Linked DNA regions of Mus musculus: region 2 is linked to region 1. A link is a contact called in public promoter capture Hi-C data. All regions are on one chromosome and are shown on one strand. Each heading gives the region's core, a stretch centred on a gene start, on an enhancer-like site or on the middle of the called end of the contact. The rest is flanking DNA. Distances are from core to core; before and after follow the strand shown. Region 1 holds the start of Per3 (period circadian clock 3). Region 2 overlaps Camta1 (calmodulin binding transcription activator 1).

Region 1 (3,402 bases), core at 253-2,752:
AAGGAAAAACATTTGTTCTTTGATTTAGTCTATTTTGTATATACTACAACTGCATTTCCAAAGTGTGTGCATGACAGAAAAAAACAACCCAGACATGTATTTGCTCGTGTAATCTCCATGGAAGGCAATGCTCCTTGAAAAAGTCCTCTGAGTTTTACTTAAACTGCTCAACTCTTTACTCTTGCAACAGATAGGCACAATATTGCACAGTTACTAAACTGTCAGACAAATAACGTTCTGCTGGCTTTTCAAACTTGGAAAGCCTAAAGCACCACTTACATCAGCTTTAGACTTGCTTGTCTTGGCTACAAATAAAGCCCAAGCCTCTGGAGGCTGGAGTTCCACTGCACATGAGGACTGAGCCCAGCGCCACCCTATTCGCTGCAATGCATTTACCTTGCACACTGTGTACACAGCGCAGGGCATAGTTAAGAGCATCTAGGGTACTGGGCTTAGTGTGCCTCTCGGCTGGGAAATACTTTTTCATTTCTTGGACAACCATTATAAGCTCTTCAGACATTCTGTTTCGGTCTTCGTGTTCACTGAATAGGAAAAAAACAAACAAGAAACCGTAATGGTGGACACTCAAGGAATATCTGATTTTTAGGGATGTCTGGCCACCTCAACTAGCCCAGGTCACAGGTTTAATGCCCTTTCTCTTCCAGGTAGGGGACATTCTACACTTTCATTCTCCCTTCAGTCCCAACTCCGTCAAATTCTTTAACCACTTTCCTCTTTCTTTCCGTACTCTGGTAATTTAGTTTAGTAACATTCCCCCTCCCATCAATCCTCACCGAACTATTTGGAAGTTCCCTTTCAGGTCGCCTCCCCCCCCTACCGCGTCCCCGGGATCAAAAATACAATAAAAAGTTGTAAATCCTGCTTTCCCTGCTCCAGGGAAGGACAATAAACACAGAGGGTGGTGGGGAGACTTCCTAGCGTCACCTGTGGCTGCTGTCCACGCAAGTGCCCTGCAGAGGACCCTCCTGGCCAGACGCCCCCTGGAGCCCCGGTCCCCTAGTCTGGGGACAGTCGCCACCAGGTACTGCCGGGTCTCCACAGGGATCCATCCCGCCTGGCAGCCCTCAGCCTGCTTCTCTCAGTTTGCAGCTAGCAACCAAACCCGGCTTGTTTTGGTCCCTGCCATCGCCTTCGGGAAAGACTGGTCGCCGACCACGCTCATCTGAGGGGCACTTTTCTCCTCAGCATTTCCACAGACTCTGCTGGGGTGACGAGCTACAGCGACAGCTCGATGGCGGAAGCTGGCTGGACGGACCACCAGCGGGGCTCTCAGGGAGCGCGGTCAGCCTGCAACAACTTTTCCACCGTCCTTGCTGGGAAGCCGGCGAGCATCGAGAAACACCTCAGAGAGCAACGTCCGGCGTGACCGGGCAGAAGGCAGGGGCAGCAGCGCCCGGCCGTGCGGGCTCGCAGGCGTCCCGCCAGCCGAGCAACTCGCCGCCGCCCCGCAGAGCCTCGCCCACCCGCGGGCAGTCCAGTCTCGAGGCCGTCCGCGTGCCCAGTGGCCGCCGGCCCCGCCCCCTGCGCGCCAGGGATCCGGTCCCGCCCCTTCGCCGCGCGATTGGTCGCTGTTACCGGCAACACGAGCTCCCATTGGTCAGAGGGCGGGGTGCAGGTCGTGCACGGCGGGGGTTACATAACCGCGGGCGGGTGGGCGGGTGCAAAGGCCCCCGAGTACCTTACATAACGCGCGGGTCGGGCGAGGGCGGCTCTCGGCCAATCCTGGCCAAGTGGAGTGGCCTGGAAGACAACAGGGCCGGGCCGCGCAAGTCTACTGCCGGGCTTCCCGGAGGCGTGGCCTTGGGGCTGTCAGTCACGGGAGGGCGGGGTCCGCGCAGCCAACAGGTAAGTGGACCCGGTGGCGCTTGTGAGTCCGCAGGCCTCTGGGGCTCCCCGGTATCCCAGGAATGCAGTGCTTTGGGGTTCCCATTGTTTTCATCTTTCCAAAACTTGCTGCTTTCTCCCACCCGCCAATATAGGTGAGTGAACCCAGGTAGAATCCAACCGTATTTTCAGAAATACAAGTTTAATGGTACAAGGTAAGGTCCTTGGCTGCCCTCGAGTTACAGGTTCATTTGGCAACAGGAGTTAGATAGTATTGTAAGCGACGCTCTGTTTTCGAGGAAACAGCCAGGATGCTCCTTTTACATAACTGTCTCTACCCTTCAGAAACGAAAGGTACAGGGCAGAGCTCCAGCCTTCTGCTGCCTGGGTACATCAAGAACACACTCGGTAGTGGGTGGAGAGATGGCACAGCACTTGAGAGTTAAGCACCTACTGCTCTTCCTTTGGATGGTTCCCAGGCATCTTCTATCAGTGTCTCACAAAGTGCCTGTAATTCCAGTTATAGGAGATCCAATGCCCTCATCCATCAAGACACCTGCACAGTGAGCATACGCTATCCAGACATACACCACATAAATAATAAGATCTTTAAAAAAATACACTAAGTATTTGTTGGATGAATGAAAGTGTTCAGGCCAAAGGAGAAGGGGAAAATGCCAGAGAGCAAGTATCCACATTTCATATTGGGCAAATGACCGATTTTTAAAAAAAGTCTTTCTCCACACTGGATTACTCTACTCCTGAGTTCTTCAAGAAACATTCATTGTACGACCATTGGGTGCACATGTGGGCAGGGATTATTGTACTGAGGACAGAACCAAATTCTCTCATACTCAACATACAACACATGGATGATGCCTCAAAGTCAAGAAAGCCTAAGATGCTGGTAGGACATAAACTGGTAGGAATGGGAAGGACAGAGGAAGGAGGCAAGAGCCCCAGGGAACAGGCTGGAGGGTAAGGGAGGGCCGCTGAGAAGGGGAACTGAATCTGAGTGATCCTTTGGGGTGGGGGAAATGGGTGGGCTAACAGAACTGAAAAGCACTGTCCCTTTCAGGCCATCCTTGTGAAGTACAGGTTAGTCATTAAGAACCTGAAGCGAGGGCTAGAAAGACGGCTCAGTGCTTAAGAGCACTGACTGCTCTTCTGAAGGTCCCAAGTTCAAATCCCAGCAATCACATGGTGGCTCACAACAATCAATAATGAGATCTGATGCTCTTCTGGTGTGTCTGAAGACAGCTACAGTTACTTAGATATAATAATAATAAATAAATCTAAAAAAAAAAAAAGAACCTGAAGCAATGGGAGAAAGGAAGGGCCAGATTGTGATGGGGTTTGTGCTTAAGGAAAAGTATTTAGACTTTTATGTTGTAAACATAGACAAAATCCTACCCGGTCTATATTACATTGTTTGCAAGAGTGGGGGAATGAGGGGAAATATATTCAAAGGAAGGCAGATTAAAAAAAAAAAAAAGCCACACATTTGGGACATGCCTCCCCTAAGTTTACCTGTGTGGTTGGTAGCTGTGTGGTGTA
Region 2 (3,402 bases), core at 394-2,893, 740 kb after region 1:
AGGCAGATGAATTTCCCACCAGCTCCGAGACAAAAACACTGTGTTCAAAGGATACCCCAGGTCCTGTGGGTCCAGCCTGTCTTACATCTACACACATTGTATTTCTCCCAGGCTAACTGACAGTTGTTTATAGATGGTATTGACAAGTTAAGTCAAATCAAGTTTTACCATCCTGAGATAAATAATACACTACATATGGCTCTTTCTGGGGGAAGCCATACAGAAGGGATGGCAGAGGGGGAGTGACCCAGTGCTCAGCAAAGGTAGGACAAGGCTTCTAAGCTCTGAGCTAAGCCTGTGAAGTACAAGTCTTCAGGACTGGTGCTGCACAGCAGCAAATGAGGCATGAGTGGAGCAGTGCTGTACAGAACTGCCACACCTGCAATGATGCCTTCAGCCCCGTGCCAGACTGAGTACATGAAACCTAGCAGCAGAGGCCCAAGAGGTCACAGTAAGATGCCGTGCACCCTACACAGGACTTCCCTGTACGGCTCTGGCTTCTTGTGATGGTCATGGGAGCAGATGGAGGTCACTGGGAGGTCTTGAATAGTAGTAAGATCTAGACAGATCTTTTCTGTTAGCCGTTGTGGTTGTTGTGTGTGTTAAATTCTATACTTGATTAACCATTAAGGTCACAGTGACATAGCAGAGGCCTGCTGTGTGGCAGGCAGCGTAAGTCACATCTCAACTCTGCACTGCTCTACCGCGGCAGCACCTAAAGCACCAGGACGCCGCTGCTCTACTTTAGCACTGTATTTAGCTGATGATCCTAAATAACCCTCTGTCAGCTTTTGTAACCCGGCACAGACCACATGCCTTGTGATCCACCAGCTGGCTGCGGTAATGCCCTTGACTGGAGGCTTAAAAGCTCTGGTCAGGACGTCCCTGTGATGTATTGTCTTTCCATATCAGACTGCAATGATTACCCCCAGAAGTGTCATCACATAGAGTGCTACCAAAATTAGATTACGGCCAGCTAGTGAGACTCCCTCTCCCCTCTGGTACCACCATGGAGGCTGCTGCTCTTGCCTTTGTCTGCAGGATCGAGACGACACAGCTCTTAGGTTTACAGGATGTGGGGATAAGAACCATCTGCCTGGCCTGGTATTTCTTTAATTAAAACTTTAATTACAGATATATCTCTGCACAGATATGTGTAGTCTATCAGCTCCTGCTCTTAATTACCTGCACTAATGAGAAATGAAGAGCTTGTATTCGCTGAGTGTCTACTATGTGCAGGAACGTGTGCCAGAGGCCTAAGGGGAGCCGGAGCCCAGCAGGCGAGACCCAGAGACAAGACTTGGGCCAGGAATTTCACCTGTTCCTCGACCTGTCCTCTTGGCACCATCTCTAGAAAGATGAAGGAATAAGAAACAGAATCTGCACAGGAGACAGAAGAGGACTGGAAGTAAGGGGTCAGCCACTCCCACAGGACTATGGCCATCATCTTCTGGTGGAGTCAGTAACTGGGGATGAGAACTACAAGATGCTGCTGTTTCCATGACATCCCCCTAAGTCTGACGCCATCTTCTTTATCAACACCCTTCAGCTTAGGCAGAATTTCATGGGGAATGACACAGAGCACTTCCCACAGCCACAAGGGCAAAGGTCATCAGGAGGGCCGCCAAGGTCACCAGGTGGCACCTAGGCCAAATACTCAGCTCTAGAGACTCGCACAGAGCCACCACACTCCAGCCCGAGGCCTCTGCTTCCCTCAGAACCACCCTAACCTTAAGTCACTCGCTCTTGTGGAGGGAAAGCAGAAGATTAATTACTCTGACGACTCTACCAACTCTGCTGGAGGCAGGCAGTTAATGGCTAGCTTCGGTGCTGCCATGTTTGCTGCTCCACCCTAACAGGACTGGTGGGGCAGCAGAAGAGGCAGTGGGTGTGAAGGCCTTTCCCTCTCCACAGCAGACTCCTCATCACCAGCATCAAGGGGTGATCAGCTTCCTTGCAGTTTAAAAGCTTACACAGCAGCTATACAGAAGCCCAAGGTAAGAAGCCGCCAAAACAACACCAGCTTATCCTAGTGCCTAAGTGACACTGGTTGGTGACTTAAAGCATGGTGTTTCTCAGCCTACTGAATAAAGCCATGTGGCAAATTACCAAAGTCCTCAAGATGAACGAAATCAGGATAGATGACCGTAAACACAGCCTAAGGATACTCAGACTAATGAAGGGTGGTACCTACTCCTTTAAAAAAAATACCAAAACATACTTTTAAAAGCCCACTGGAACATCTACTATGTGCTGGGACCCCCTTGGAGGATTTGTAAATATATTACACTGTGATGATAGATACACTGTAAACATCAGGGATTTACTGGGGGGTCGGGGGAGACAGTGCAGAGCTATGGAGGAAGAAAGGAGAAAGGAAAATTAAATGTTGAAGACATGAGAGAAAAGAAAGGTGGCAGAACGAGGAAACAAGAATGGCCCTTGGTGCTTAGTTCTAGTTGTTTAATACAGCCTAGCACTTAGGAGGATGGTCTTGACGAGGAACTCTCTAGACCGGGTTGTCTTGTGAGTACACTGGTCAGGGACTGTCTTGATACCTTAATTAATATGAAAGACCCAGCCTGCAAGCGGGTAGCTCAGTCCCTGACTCTTAAGTACCAGCGCCGGCTTAGCACTAGGTTCAGGGTGTGCTGCTCGAAGCTCTAGTGAGGACCTGATGTGACCTGATGTGACCAGCTGGCTCAAGCTCTGCTAGGACTTCCCCACAGTGCTGGACTACAGCTGCAAGTTTTAAGCTAAAATAAACACTTTTCCCCCTAAGATGATTTCTGTAAGTTTTTTGGTTTTATATCATAGCAACCGAAATGGAACCAGAGACCTCTACTCAGGAACCTCAGAACGTAAGCACAATGCTGGCTTCTCTGATGGCTTCTCACTCAGGGCTATTTCGCAGAGCAATGGCAGAGGCTCCAGGCACTGGCTAGTGTTGGTTGAACATCTAAACCAGCAGAGAGAGCCATTTTAGTTTTCAGTGTAATCTGCTCTGGAAGGAACAGCACTGGCCCAGATATTCCAGACAGACACATTTCCATGTGTGCACATCATTTACCTGCTTTTCTCTTTCTTTATAAAGTAAACGTCCAGGATTTCTGATCAGTAGTTCCCAGCTAGGAAAGGATCAGAACAAGGGTAGACCATTTATCCAAGTTTTAACCAATTATGCAAGGGACTCTTCAGCACACAGCCAGGATTAAAGAAGCCACTGTTTCCAGTGAAGCCTTACTAAGCTTAGGGCAGTTCTGTTACTGTCTGATGACTGAGGGGAGAGATGAACCCAGCTGAGGCCCTGCAGCCAAAATAGCAAAGCTGTCCTGTGCAAGGCAGCAAGTGTCAGTGACAGCTGCTCCCGAGTGGCAGCTCTGGAGCACCAGGGCCATAAGC

What was found. Promoter capture Hi-C pulls out the DNA fragments that hold promoters and counts their contacts.
Region 2: a contact with region 1 is called in a promoter capture Hi-C map of liver, with 2.2 times the contacts expected there. The contact joins the enhancer-like site here to the promoter of Per3 in region 1. A contact is called at or near these places in 6 of 39 promoter capture datasets (3T3-L1-derived adipocytes, the C10 cell line, cranial neural crest and 3 more) and 1 of 115 datasets of contacts at active chromatin or transcription factors (the 230-238 cell line).

Annotation. Positions count from the first base shown.
Region 1 is chr4:151,043,163-151,046,564 of GRCm38.p6, forward strand. It overlaps Per3 (period circadian clock 3), which reads right to left and starts at 1,503. Exons shown (of 21, transcript NM_011067.3): 1 at 946-1,503; 2 at 397-542. The coding sequence starts at 1,070. It overlaps Gm38529, which reads left to right and starts at 1,691. Exons shown (of 2, transcript XM_017320565.2): 1 at 1,691-1,866.
Region 2 is chr4:151,786,313-151,789,714 of GRCm38.p6, forward strand. The region is part of intron 3 of Camta1 (calmodulin binding transcription activator 1); the gene reads right to left. Among named protein-coding and RNA genes, the nearest start is that of Gm52710, 52 kb to the left of the region's middle. Within about 2 kb of position 1,644, at least 11 of the 459 cell types and tissues checked have an H3K27ac peak or open chromatin away from gene starts, as enhancers often do. A contact at or near this core is called in liver, where this site is marked.